2 separate regions of the Mus musculus genome follow, and region 2 is linked to region 1. A link is a contact called in public promoter capture Hi-C data. All regions are on one chromosome and are shown on one strand. The core of a region is the stretch at or near the end of the contact, and the rest is flanking DNA. Distances in the headings are between cores, read along the strand shown.

Region 1 (6,704 bases), core at 1,159-3,658:
GTGTGTTTAGAGTATGAATACCGAGGACCGTGGGCCACTGTCACTCCTGTCATGAGGATCGCAGCAGTCATATTCAAGGCTCCATGCTAGTTCCCCACTCTCTAGTTTTACAGAGTTGCACGATGAATATTAGCTTACTTCTTGCCGTAGCTGGAGAGGTAGAGGTAGAGAGTCAACAAAGAACCCAGACTCCATGGAGAGTTGATCTTTGACCCCTTCCTCTCCTTGAATAATACTAGTGATACAAGGCAGCTTGTCACAGCCTGCATCACCACTTGCCCATGTCTTCTGCGTCCGGCTGAATGTTTTACTTTCTCTTCTCAAAAAGAAACTGAAGCTGCAGTGGAGGGGAAAGAATAAGTATGCTTTACATTTGGATGTCTTCCGAACTAGGTTGCAGAACAAGATTGTAAAGCTAAAGAAATGTGAAGGAAGGATCCTGGAGCTGTGTCTTCTGGGGATGTCTCTGTTTTCATAGTATGGCAGAGGGGATAGAGGAGGCCAGAGCAGAGCAAGCCCTCTGTGGCTGGCGTTGGTGACAGGTGTTCTTGCTTGCTTCCCCTCACTGTTTACCCTCAAGCACATTAGGGTCTTGTGTGTTAAGTCTCTGTGCAGAACTCAGGAATAGCAGTAGCTTGTTGGGTTTTAGTGTTTTCTTCTCATTATCCTTTGGAGGAGACTAGCGTCTCTAGAACTTCAGGTTCGTTGCTTCTCGCTTATGCTCAGTGAGTTTCTGGGCCTCAGATGGGAGTTGAGTGACTGTGTGATCTTTGCATGGAAAATGATCTTGCATGTTGTGTTATATTTCCAGAACTGTATGGCTTTGATGTGCTCATAGATAATACTCTGAAGCCATGGTTGTTGGAAGTGAATCTCTCTCCTTCTTTGGCCTGGTAAGTCAGTTCTATCAACAAATAATAAGGACAAACCTGAACACTAAAATATGTTTTGTCCTTTTTTGGAGGGGGTGTATTATTTCTCCTGTGGTAAAAGACTTTTACACAGTAACGAGTAAACTTTAAAAACCAAGATGTTTATGGTATGCTATCAAAACCCCTACGGGAGGCAGGGACCCCTAACTTCTCAGCCAGTTTGTAATACATATTTGTCATTTATTTGGCTTTTTAAGGATAATTCTTACTTGACATTTCTTCAGAAATGCTCAGATAAGACTGTGTCTTCTTACTTGCATTATTAAACCACTTGAAACACAAAAAATAATGAGTTGCTTTGTTGGAAAGAGCAATAGTTTTGAGGAAATATTTTGCCAGACATCCCAAACTGTAAACAGTATGAACAAAGCACACTACTCATTAGAGAACATGAATATGAAAATAATAGTAAGCACTTGGTTTCTCCACTGTCTCTGTATGCACTAATGACACCTCAGACTTTGAGCTCACTGGTCTGTACTCATCCTGTAGCTTCGAAGTTAGAGCAGCCAGAGCAGAGCAAATGAAAAACAACTACTCCTTCTCCCTCCAAGCCAAGTTCTTCAGTTTTGCAGTGCTAAATAAATTATTCTTGGGGAAGATACAGTCCTATAGAGGTGTAAAACTGGGCTAAGGTACCAAAGAGCAGACTTTTTGCTCAGTTCTGTGGCCTGATGTCCACCTAAGGTTAATGTCTAAAACTTTTAACAATCTTAGATTTAAAAAATATAAAATCTGTTATTTAGAAGGGAATACATATACTTTTTTAAACACCAAAGAAGGCTGTGCTTACATCTGCAGTGACAGAATTTCTATTAGCTATGTGATTTTCTAAACAGAAAACCCTAGAGGTTTCTGCCAGAGACCACCCAGCTGCCGGGCTTTTAAGGATGAGAGAGACTGGCAGAATGCCAAGTCATCAAATAAAGACATGCTGAGTGCTTGGTGGAGTGGGGATTTGGCTCACCTTAGGTGTGAGGTGTGCCGCTGGGCAGTGCCTTCAGTTGTTAGCACTGCACTTTGTCAAGTCAGCCCTTTACAAATTGCCCAGTGAAATACAGGAGCCAATGTTAAACATCCCAGAGGGACACAGTGGGGCCAGCAGCAAGAGTAGCGTGGTTCGTGGAGAAGCACCTAAGCTCTAGGGCAGGCCTGTCCACACAAAGCCCTCTTGTTTCTGGTGCACACTGTTCCAGCATCCATGGATCCCTGCTTTCTTGTGTGGTGAGATGTTGGTAACGCTTGCTTGGATCTTGCCCTACTTTGTAACCCTGCAAGCCCAAGGAGACTGAGTTAGCACAGAAAATGAAGGCTTCCAAAAGTTAACCAAGGTACCCAATGTCCTCTTGCATGTGAGTGAGTGAAGGATGAAGTGCTGACGCATCACGTGAATGAGAGGCGCTCATACACTTACAAGTACACTGACAGTCCGAGCCTCTGAATCCCACAGGGATCTCTAGCTTGAGCAAAACTTGAGTTGCACAAGATCTGGAGAAAAAGACTCCATATCAGGGAATCAGTTTGTTGGTGGTAGGCCTGCCTAAGAGAGGATGAGTTGAGCACGAGGCTTGTGTTTCTGTTAATTTTCCACCCAGATGTCTCTCTTTCCTGTGGATTTGGTGTCCTGTGTATGTTCCTTCTCTGCCATTTGGAACTTTGCTGGACTGGGACCCGAGACGAGGCAGGTCTTCTCTTAACCTACAAAATGATCAATTGCTTTTTTCTTTCTCTTTTCTCTTAGTGATGCTCCTCTGGATCTAAAGATTAAAGCCAGTATGATCTCAGACATGTTCACTGTTGTAGGTGAGTAGCAGTGTGTTCTGAACTGGACTCTCACAAAAAATTAGCCAGCGCTTCCATTTGCCAGGCTCCGTGGTGTTGCCAACTGGCAGCTCCTAAGCCAGGCTGAATGTTTTGTACTAAAAAATTATATTTTCAGGGAAGTGTTTATATGTTTCTACTCCTCCTGGCTCCATCCTGTCCTGGGGCTGAACCACAACTAAGGCTGAGACCTGGGGCATGGGAATTATGAGCTGAGGCAGAGAATTAAGCAAAGATCTGCAGAGAATATATTTTTCTCTGAGCTGGGAAAATGAAACCCGGTGAAGAGGCCCTATTACAAAGGAGACCGGCTGGATTTCTCCTTGACAGTCTCTGTTGGTTTCAACATGATCCCTTCTGTAGTGTTACAGCCAAAGCAGCCCGAGGAAGAGATCCCAGTTTAAGTAGATAAGCCAGAACTTTGAAATGGAGATGGGCAGTCAGGTGGGTAGGATCCGGATTTATTATTGGGTTTTAGAATTTCCCAGAAAACAACAGTGAAATCCTTTTGACGTGAACTAGTGCTTGCACCAGCAGACATTGTAAAGCCTAGCTACTCTTCATTTTGCTTGAGAATCTAGTTCTTTTTAGGAGGGGAGTGAAACCGGTAGAAATTCAGTTTCTTAAGCTGTAGATAATCAATGGTAAACCCACTGCAGAAACTAGCAGTAGGCATCTTCTGTATTTGCAGGAGGTTGTAACAGGACATAGCACACTTAATACTGTATCCTTCTGGTAAAAACATTTTTCCCTGCATCACCATCTAGAAAACTACTTTCAAAACACATCAAGAAAACACTTTTCTTTATGACCAGCTAGCTAGTGTTTCAAAAAGATGATTTGCTCATTTGTTTGAGAGTCATCAAAATGCCACATCTTTGTCAATCAGAAGTACGTTTAGCTTCTCAGTCAGAATCACCCTCTGTAGGATGAGTCTAAAGATGCTTGACCCAAACCAGACAGGCTGATTTCTTCAGGCAAGGGTGGCTCTTAATACTGCTCATTCCCCATTCAGGATTTGTGTGCCAAGATCCTGCCCAGCGGACATCCAACCGGTCAATTTATCCCAGTTTTGAGTCTTCCAGGCGGAACCCTTTTCAGAAACCTCAGGTGAGCACTTGAGGAGTGTGAAGCCAAGAGAAGGCTACCTGAGGAGTGGTAGCTGACAGAGTGAGACGGCTAAAGCACTAGGGTTGTGAGGTCACTTAGGGCAGGAGAAGGTGGGGACTTGTTCAGCAGCAGCTGGTAGCTTATGCTTTCAACTGCTTCCCAACAACTTACGCCTTGTCTTTATTCTGCCTTTTCTCTTTTCACTACCTTTCCTTCTCTTTTTCATCTCACCATTTCTCCCCTCAGATTGACATGCTCATGAACAAGGCGAGGGGAGCCTGCTAATTCTTAAGCATGATGAGGCTTTTTCTAATCTTCAGACTAGTTTTGTAAAGATGATCCATTGAAGCAGTGTGTCCTCTGTCCTCTTTGAAGGGATCCTCAGTGGTCATGAACTCTGATCAAAGCCAAAAATACGTATCCAAAGAAGCCGCTGAATCAGGACCACCATCTGGTCAAATACCTCTGCAGTCTCCGTGCACTTTGGTTTAGGGTCTGCTTATTCCTTCGGTTCACCAGTCTGCCTGTATGAGTAATGTTACGAAAGGAGCCCCACTGCCTCCTTCCTCCCCATCCATCGGGTTTGACTTCTTGGCTACTCAGGCTCAGACGCTGTCTCCTAAAGGGTAGCCTGTCTTCAGGGAGCTTTATTGTCATCTCCCCTCGACTGCCTTGATTTCATTGCAGTGTTCTGCATTCCTTGACTTGTGGCTTTTAAATTGTCCTGTGCTCCTCTGCATCCCCTTTTCTCCCCCCTTTCCATCACTCTTTCCACCATTTCATATCTCCATTCTTCCTTCTCCCAGCCTCTTTTCCTCCATATTTTTCTCTTTGTCCATCTGCTCACTCATCTTATGTAGAGCACTGCTGTCTCAGATACCTTCATATTTGAACAGGGTTTTCATAGGCAGATGCGTCTCAGAGCTGCAGGCAGGTAATGTGAAGGACGGTAAGGGAGGCACACCACAGTGATGTGACAAGGTGGCTGTAGCTGGAAAACACGTGGTAGGCTTATAGGTATGCTCTAATTTATCACTGCCATGCTCCAGTGTGGGCCAGTGATGCTGAGAGCCTCCTGTTGTCAAGAGAAATCAGAGATTGTGGGGTTTCTAATTTGTTTTTGTTTTGAATATTGGCAACTAGCTCATTCAAACCCAACCCAAACCAACCCAAACCACTGCAAGCCAAACTTAACAGGTCTTTGAGCTAGGGTGGGTCCACAGCTGCCTGTCTGTGAGCCCTGCTCTCAGATAATTCCCTCCGTGGCGGTGTGCTGTGGAGCAGGGTGTACTGTATTGTTAGAGGTATTGTCTCAGGTTAGAATTACAGCCAGGCATCAGAGTCAGACTTGCTTAGAGCATCATCACAGATGAAAGGGACTTTTGTAATTTTAAGAAGAATGGTAGAGAATTATTAACCTGGCTCTAGTGAGAACTTTAGCAGTCACATCCTCACGTTAACTGTTCTCTCCACACCATCCCTGGGAAGAGCCTCAGACCTGGAGCTGGGAACAGCTCTTAAGGCTTTGATATCATTTCTTCCAGGCTTTTCTTCTAGGGATGACAGCATTCCAGCCTTGAAAGGATGGATCCCTTGTCTTACCTTGCTGTCAGCTTTTATTGGCAACTCTTCACAATACATCAGAAATTTACCCAGTGTTGATCTGTTTACTGGTGGGCAGGAGCTTGCCATCTGCAAAGGCTATGGAGGAGCTCTGCGTGCTGCATGAAACAGAATTGCTAGGCAGGCTGGCTCACTTCAGGGGCTTCTGTAGCTGATGGTACTGAGAAGTTGAATTCCGAGCACAAAGAATAGCAATAAAGCAATATTGGAGAAAAATGCTCTCACTTTTCAACCAAGGGCAGGCCTGTGCATGTGGTCTGTGCTTTATAATATCTTAGATGCAGGAGATGGAGAACCATAGGCCTGTTAGGAGAAGGTAAGGCTTTATTCCATTTTTTTGTCTCTTAGAGCTTCCAGTTTCTGCCTAAGTTCAGTCATCAAAAATCACACAGGTAAGTTCTGAGTGTTGGGAGACGTGACTCAGTTTTATTCCCACTTCTCAAATAGAAAGCCTTCAGCTGTGGACCTTGATGGTACATATATTATGCACCTGCTTTTTGTATAATTTGAAAAACACAAAATAGAATGCATGGAAGGAAATGTACCAATATCTTCTTAGATACAGTTCATGAGAACAGAGGCCTTGGTAACTGAGGAGTCTCAGTTCCTGAGGGGAATTATGCTGTGATAAAGGCAGTTGGATTGAAATGATGGACAGAGCTTCTCCATCCTTTTACACAAAATATTCTGAAAAGAAATTACTACAGTTCACAAGGAGTTTTTGTCTGGTTCCGGTTTCCTAGGAGACATACTGTTCCCATCAGCTGAGCATTAGCGCTCTCCTCACACGGAGTGTTGGGCTTGTTTGTGCTTTTTCATGGGTGATATTTGGTCTGTTTGTGACTGAATTCAGGAACCTACTGTAATTAGATATGACTTTTAAAATAAAAACAAATGTTTTTCACACAGTCATCCTTTGCTCATTTACTGTCTCTGTAAGCAGTTTTTTAAATTGACTGCAGTTTTCTTGTGTGTTGCTCAGTTTGCAGCTCTGGCACCATTTTGCTGTGATGGGTTAGAACTGGAATGCATTTATCCTAACAGTTGTCTTCTCTGGTGTAGTTAGTGGAACACTGGAAGCCCGAGTGGTAACTTCCTGAACTCCTGCTTCCAGTAAAGCGATTTATATGGCGAGCAAAGCCCTCAGGGTATCTAGTGTCATGCTTGATAACTGCTTCATATGGGTTAGTATTTTAGTGTTATGATGGTAGAATCCAA
Region 2 (6,704 bases), core at 2,394-4,893, 73 kb after region 1:
GCTCCAAGTGTAGCCTCAGGGCTGTCGTCTCCCATTGGGTCAGTGTGAGCTCAGTCCAGCGCCTCAAATCCCCTGGTTCCTTTGGTCTGTCTGGAGTCCCTGCTCAGGCTTTGTTGTGGGAGAGTGAGGCAGAGAGCCACAGCTTGCCCAGACAGTCTGAGACCTGGCCATGCAGCTTGCAGTTCCCTAGACACTCTGGGGTTGGACTTGGCCCGCCATTCCTCTGTTGTTACTTTTCAGAGGTAATAAGTGAGATTAATTGCAGGCCATTCTCCAGAAGAGAGACTTGTTAGGGCCAAATGCAGTCACATGTGTAAAGCCTGCGGCATGCCTCAGGCAAGGGCAGTGTGGCGTTACCCAGCAGGACTCCAGGATGCAGGTACCACATTTTATGACTTTTTTTCTCAGGCCTTGTCTCTGGTCTCTAGATGTTAGTACCTGGCTATTTTGGATTTTCCCCAGCTAGTGAGCAAGATTGGGTTTCCCATTTTGGGTTTTCTGGGCACAGAGGGAACCATTTGAGGCTGAGAGCAGGTGTGCAAGTCTCTCTCCTCTCTCCTTCCATGGAGCTGGACCACATCGCCAGGGAGACTTTCTAGGTGAGGAGCGCCTGGTGGGCTGAGGGTGTTTTTCTCTTCCTGAGTCCTATTATGAGACCTGGAAGGGTTACTTATAAAGCCTTGGCTGCTGCTTGGAGTGATTTGGGAAGGACAGGGCCTCAGACAGCTTGGCAGGAACCTGAGGCCCTGTTTTTTCCAGACCAGCCCTTCCTTGTGGGTCGAGCTGTCAGGGAATCCCACGAATGTCTGGCTTCTGCCCCTTTGTGTGTTTTTCCAGCATTTGTCATTGAATTATTTTTATCCATCTCTGGCTTTTTCACACACATGCACCCCCCCCCACACACACACACACATACATACACACACACACACACACACACACACACACACACACACACACACACACACAGAGAGAGATCCTAGGGATTTATCTGTTCCTCGATGTTAAAGTTAGGAGAATTGACAGAATACATGCAGAGTTTATTCGTACTTGTAATGGGACAAGATATTTTGATATTTTGGGCATGAGATGCTCAGTCAGCTCTAACTCCAAGTAAGCGCTTCCATCTCCAAACTTGGCATTCTACCAGAGAATGGGAATCCTGACAATTGCAGACAGTCTCTGTTACTCCTTCCCTCTGTCCTGTTCTTCAGTAACCAGTCAGAAAAAGCCTGGTGTTCTGCTGTGTCTAACATGTAGAATAAATTTTTCAAAGATTCTGATTCCAGTTTAGCTAATAACTTTTCTCCATTTGTTTAAATTACTTCCCCCAAATAGTGCTGGGGGAATAGTGCAGAGACTCAGGTCTCTGACTTAACATCTTTTCATTCTTGGTCATTGGTCAGCAGCATTTGCTGTGTTCATGATATTTCCTGCGCATTTCCTATGTCAGGCATTATGCTACATGCCAGGCTGGAGCATCAAGTAATACAGAGTAGCCTCTGATCTCCAGACTGTGTGGTCCTTGTACTCAGTAGAGGGTTTACAGGTAGGTAGGGATTAAAAGATATGTAATCCCTGGTGTTTGATCACCAAGAAGTTAACATCTGGTATGAAAAGGAGTTGTATACACATGAAACAATTAGAGAGCCATTCCAGACAGCATATGCTGGTAACTGCATTTTATGGCACAGGCAATTGAAAAGACAATGAAGAACGGATCAGACTTCGGTCCTTTCAGACATTATTGCTACAGAATGACAGAACCTTTAGCTAGTGCACTGAGATGAGCCCATCACAAAGGAACAAACACATGCACTCTCTAAAGCACCCAGGGCCATAGAGATAGAATGTACGGGGTTGCCAAGGGCTGGGCAAGAGGAGAGGAAACGTCAGTCTGTCAGTGTTTAGTAGGTATAGAATTTCAGCCCTGCAAAATGAAAATATTTTAGGATTTAATGTAGAATAATGTGAATGTATTTAACATTATTACGTGTTAAGTAAGTACATGTAAAATGGAAAATACAAAATTGTGTGCTTTTTAGAACACTTTATAAAACAACAACATGACAAATCTATGCAAAGATTTAAAAGAGAGGTCTATGTTCCACAGAAGCTGTTCAGAAACCAAAGCTGCCAACTTAATAGGAAATGGGACTGAAATCCCTGCAGGGAAGGAAGGTGTGTGGCAACAGAAAGGGAGAGAACCTAGGGTATGACAGACCTTGCTTTTCTCAAGCGAGCTTGGACAAGTTATAGTTAGCTATACCTTCAACTACCCCCAACTTGTGTGTGTGTGTGTGTGTGTGTGTGTGTGTGTGTGTGTGTGTGTTTGTATGATAGTATGATAGTTAATAGAGATTAAGCCTACAGCCTATGCATTGCTAAACAAGCATTCTCCCACTGAGCTATAGCCCCAGCTCTATCTATCTTTAAAAAAAAAAAAAAAAAAGATTTATTTATTTATTTATTTATTTTATATGTGTGAGTACGCTGTAGCTGTACAGATGGTTGCGAGCCTTCATGTGGTTGTTGGGAATTGAATTTTTAGGACCTCTCTCTACTTGGCTCCAGTCAAGTTCACTCGCTCAAGTCAACTTCGCTTGCTCTCAAGTCCCTTCTCGCTTCAGCCCAAAGGTTTATTATTATACATAAGTACATTGTAGCTGTCTTCAGACAAACCAGAAGAGGGTGTAAGATCTCATTACGGGTGGTTGTGAGCCACCATGTGGTTGCTGGGATTTGAACTCAGAACCTTTGGAAGAGTAGTCTGTGCTCTTAACCGCTGAGCCATCTCACCAGCCCCCTATCTATCATTTTTAAATAATAATAATAATACCTACCTTGTTAGTTGTTAAAGACTAAATGGAATTGTGTATGAAAGTAGCCAGCATAGTAGAATGCCTGGTTTAGGTATAGGTTCTTGATAACTCTGAGTTGGGGGGCCCGGTAGGGGATTCAGGCAGACTGACTCCAAGAGACTGACTTAAAATCGGATTGCCCAAGATAAGATGCTGCTGCAGCACTCGGCCCTGTGCTGGTCAAGATAGCACACCCTCTGCCCCGTAGAGCACCTGAGCTAGATTGCCCAGAGGCAGTCTTTCAGAGGATAGGCAGTCTTGGGGGTGGGCAGAGAAGAAACTGCCCTTGCTGAACTCTGTTGAAGGGCAGAGACTGCACAGCACCCTTCCTCTCTGCTGTCCTCTGAATGCTGACATTCCCAGTGCAGCTCAGTGCTCAGCCAGTAAACACTCCATTTTCCATTTATCCTGGGGGTTGAGCTCTGGGACAGCCTTTCTCTGGAGGAGTTTGGAGCTTATAATTTTGTATTTCATCCTGTTATATAAACAACAATCTTCAGCCAAGGAGCACAATCACAGAAAGAAACCACTTTGGGGGTGGGGTGGAGGGCAGGCTAACAAAACAGCTTTTATGTTGGAGCTCTACAGAAGTGATTTTTCACTACTTATTTCTCTTTTCTTCTTTCTTATAAAACAAACTTTACCTGACCTTCATCCCCTGAGAACTCCACACCACACCGAAATCCCCCAAGCCGAGGCTTCCCCGGCATAGGACTAGCAAAGTTGTGCATATTTCCCTGAAGCTGCCCACTTCTGTGCCCGCTCAGCCACAACAATATAACCTCCTCAGGGACAGTGTCCACCCAGGCAGCTCAGTGTGTCACAGGGTCAGTTCCTTACCATGAGAGCAGCAGTTGGTAAACACAGGAAACGTGTTGCTCACAGCTGGCTGGGCATCGCGCCAGAGCACAGGATGCTTGGGAGCCTGGGGTCTCTGAAGGAAGAGAGGTAGGTCCTTGTCATCCACACGTCAGATGGAAAATACACACTGCTGTGCTGCGCTGCCGCCGTCGCACCCAGCGTGGGCAAGGTAAAGGCTCTCCGGTCTCACAGGGTGAGCACACACACACATACTCCTAGCTCATGGAACTGAGAACTTCTAGTCATCCCTCAGTGTCACTGAAAGAGAAGTTACAGGACCGTCAGATGCCAAAGCCTCAGGTGCTGTCGTCCCTCATACCACACGATGTAGCGTCTGCAGATAGCTCACACATACCTGCCCACAATGCTTTGTCTCCAGATTATACTACCTAACATTATATATGTAGATAGCCATTATAACATTGCAGAGAATTATCTATCATGGAAAATTTGTGTTCAGCACAGACTCAATTAAAATTCTCTTGGATCTGAAGTTGACTAACCCTCATAGGTAGAGAGGCTGAACCATCATTCAGGTGGCTGCGTTTCTAATCCGGGCCTAAGTCCTCTCTCAGGTTGCTGCTACTCTCCCCACTGTTACAAGTAAGAGAGTGTGAGGGGAACTCCAGCACTGAGGGAACTCTGTCTTTGTCTCTCACTTCTACAGAGAAATCCTGGAGATCCCTCTGGAGGCCTTACCCAGCACTGACTTAGCACACTTGGGAGCAAGCCCAGCCAGGGCGGCAGTCAGCACTTTAAACAACAAACAGGAGTTAGGGTTGAAGAAGCTTGAGGGAAGCAGTCCTTCCCCCTGTTGTAATAACCATAGAATCCTACCACCTGACACCGTGCAGGCCCTCCTCCTAGCGGCTGCAGTGAGGAGCACTTTGGAGTGGGTTTTGGGGTGCTCTCAGTTCCCTCACTTCAACACCAGAACCAAGAAACTGTTGGGTCAGCATTTCCTGCTCAACACCCTTTTGCACCCCCTGTAGAGTGTGAGGCCATCACTGTGTGGTGTCCTACAGTACTAGGGCAGAGAAAACAACAGTTTTAGATCACTGTGCTCAGGTTTATGGCCATATTAATTATGAAGTGAATGCCCTCATTGACTGTGAACCATTAAAGAAGCTAGACTTTTAACAAGTTATTTAAGTATGGCGTCTGTGTCCTTCAGGAGACATAAGCAAAGCTTGTGAACAGAGAGGCAGTATGGAAGAACTTCAGGTTTAAAAATTCATCACCCCACGTACAGGGTATGTCATAGCAGAATGGTCCTAATGTGACCATTTGCATGCTTCAGGGGTAGCAAGGACTTGATGTGCAACTCTGATGAGTCACCAAGTTAAGATGGTATTAATTAGGCTTCAAGACAGTGACCGACATGACATTTGGCCTGGTTCTTAGATTTTGCTGTCATCCTGCGACAAGAGAGAAATGTGGGTATGTCTCAGTGATGTGACTGTGATGGGGAAGAGTTTAAGTGAGACGTAAGGCTTTCTGACATGACAGGGGAAGGTCCCTTGAAGGAGGTGACCCACGTGCATAATGGCTAGGGGTTTTGGACTATTTTCTGTGGCCAAATGGCACCAAAGAAAGTGAGCTGAAGTTCTGCTGTCCTGCTGCTAAGTTCCTGCCATTCCCTCAAGGCTGTGGAAGCCTAGCTCTTGAGAGAGAGAGCGACAACATGGACATCCTTGGGGAGAGAGGGAAGGGGAGACTGGTGATGAGTAGTGTTCCATCAGGGAAATGGTTTCATCTGATAGTTGATATACTAATGTGCCTTTCCCTATTAGCCTGCTGTTAATTTCCTAAACACCAGAGCCGGTTCAGGCCCTGAAGGATGTGTCTTTAGGGAGAAAAATTAGTGACGTTGTTAATGCAAGCACTATAAAAGAATATGTGCCTTATTGATAAACAGCATTATTCTCAAAGTGGTGAGAGTTCAGAGGCAAGGATGTTTATGCTGGTTGAATAAACTGACCAAACATCATGGAAAGCTGGAAGCTGACGTTAGAAGGGTAGGCGGGAGTTGAGAGACCAAGGTGTTTCCTTGGTACCTGACTGTGTGGGATCTCTGAACCAGACAGATGAGATTCACGCTTCTATTCTTTTCAGCTAGTGTTGACAGATTGGTCAGGTGGCCTAGGGAACTCTAGTCTATATGTCTTTTTGGTTTGTTGTTGTTGTTATTCTTTTTCGTGTAAAATCCAAAGCAGGTAATTAAAAGGGAGCACTTGGCACCATTGTGCTTGGCAGTACAGAGCAGGTACCAGTGGGTGGAAAGCAAGAATTTCCATCCAGTCCCAGGTTGTGAATAGTGTACAGATCTGTGAAGAAAATTGGAGGCGGAGAAAGATCTGCAAAGTGGGCCAGGTATTTCTGAGAGACTGTGGATGGGGACTAGTTTGGATAAATACAGTGTTTCTGCTTGAAATGTATGTCAGCCAAAAAACACAGTGGATCCTGAGGAATAGGAACTGAAATCGATCTGGTTCCAGTAGAGATCTTTTTATTTCACACAACTATGCCAGAAAGTTGAGAGTTTCAGAAGTATAGATAAACGCTTATTCTGCTTTCTTCCACGTTCATAGCTAAGTGAGAAATTCAGGAGAAAAGTGAGAGCAAAGTACTGACTGACTTCCCAGTGATGGAGACCAGGTGACAGTGCTAGGCTCCAGCACGCAGGGCCCACCTCTCCAGGCTGGTTTCTAATCTGTTTTATTTATCCTAAATATTTTACTTTGTTTATTAATACCTTGTTAATTTGTGTAATCATAACAGATTTTTCAGGAAAAATTGACCTGGTAACACCACAGTCTGAAAAACAAAAAGACTGATTTGGGCCAAATCTCTAAGGTGACCGACCGCCCCTCTGGCCCAGCCTGCCTTCTTAGCATCATTCCTTCCCACACTTAGTCCCAGCACTTCAGAGGAGCAAAACCAGCCACTGAGGGCTGGGTACTCACCTGTAACCCCAGCACT

What was found. Capture Hi-C pulls out chosen DNA fragments and counts their contacts.
Region 2: a promoter capture Hi-C map of adipose tissue shows a contact between it and region 1. The contact joins two enhancer-like sites. A contact is called at or near these places in 1 of 115 datasets of contacts at active chromatin or transcription factors (embryonic stem cells) and 3 of 9 other capture datasets (adipose tissue, embryonic stem cells and pancreatic islet).

What each region holds. Positions count from the first base shown.
Region 1 is chr12:85,888,348-85,895,051 of GRCm38.p6, forward strand. Ttll5 (tubulin tyrosine ligase-like family, member 5) reads left to right here. Exons shown (of 34, transcript NM_001081423.3): 13 at 812-893; 14 at 2,674-2,735; 15 at 3,769-3,863. Among named protein-coding and RNA genes, the nearest start is that of Gm51990, 18 kb to the left of the region's middle. Within about 2 kb of position 2,409, at least 15 of the 459 cell types and tissues checked have an H3K27ac peak or open chromatin away from gene starts, as enhancers often do. A contact at or near this core is called in adipose tissue, where this site is marked.
Region 2 is chr12:85,960,133-85,966,836 of GRCm38.p6, forward strand. All of the region lies in intron 29 of Ttll5 (tubulin tyrosine ligase-like family, member 5), which reads left to right. Among named protein-coding and RNA genes, the nearest start is that of Gm51989, 34 kb to the right of the region's middle. Within about 2 kb of position 3,644, at least 95 of the 459 cell types and tissues checked have an H3K27ac peak or open chromatin away from gene starts, as enhancers often do. A contact at or near this core is called in adipose tissue, where this site is marked.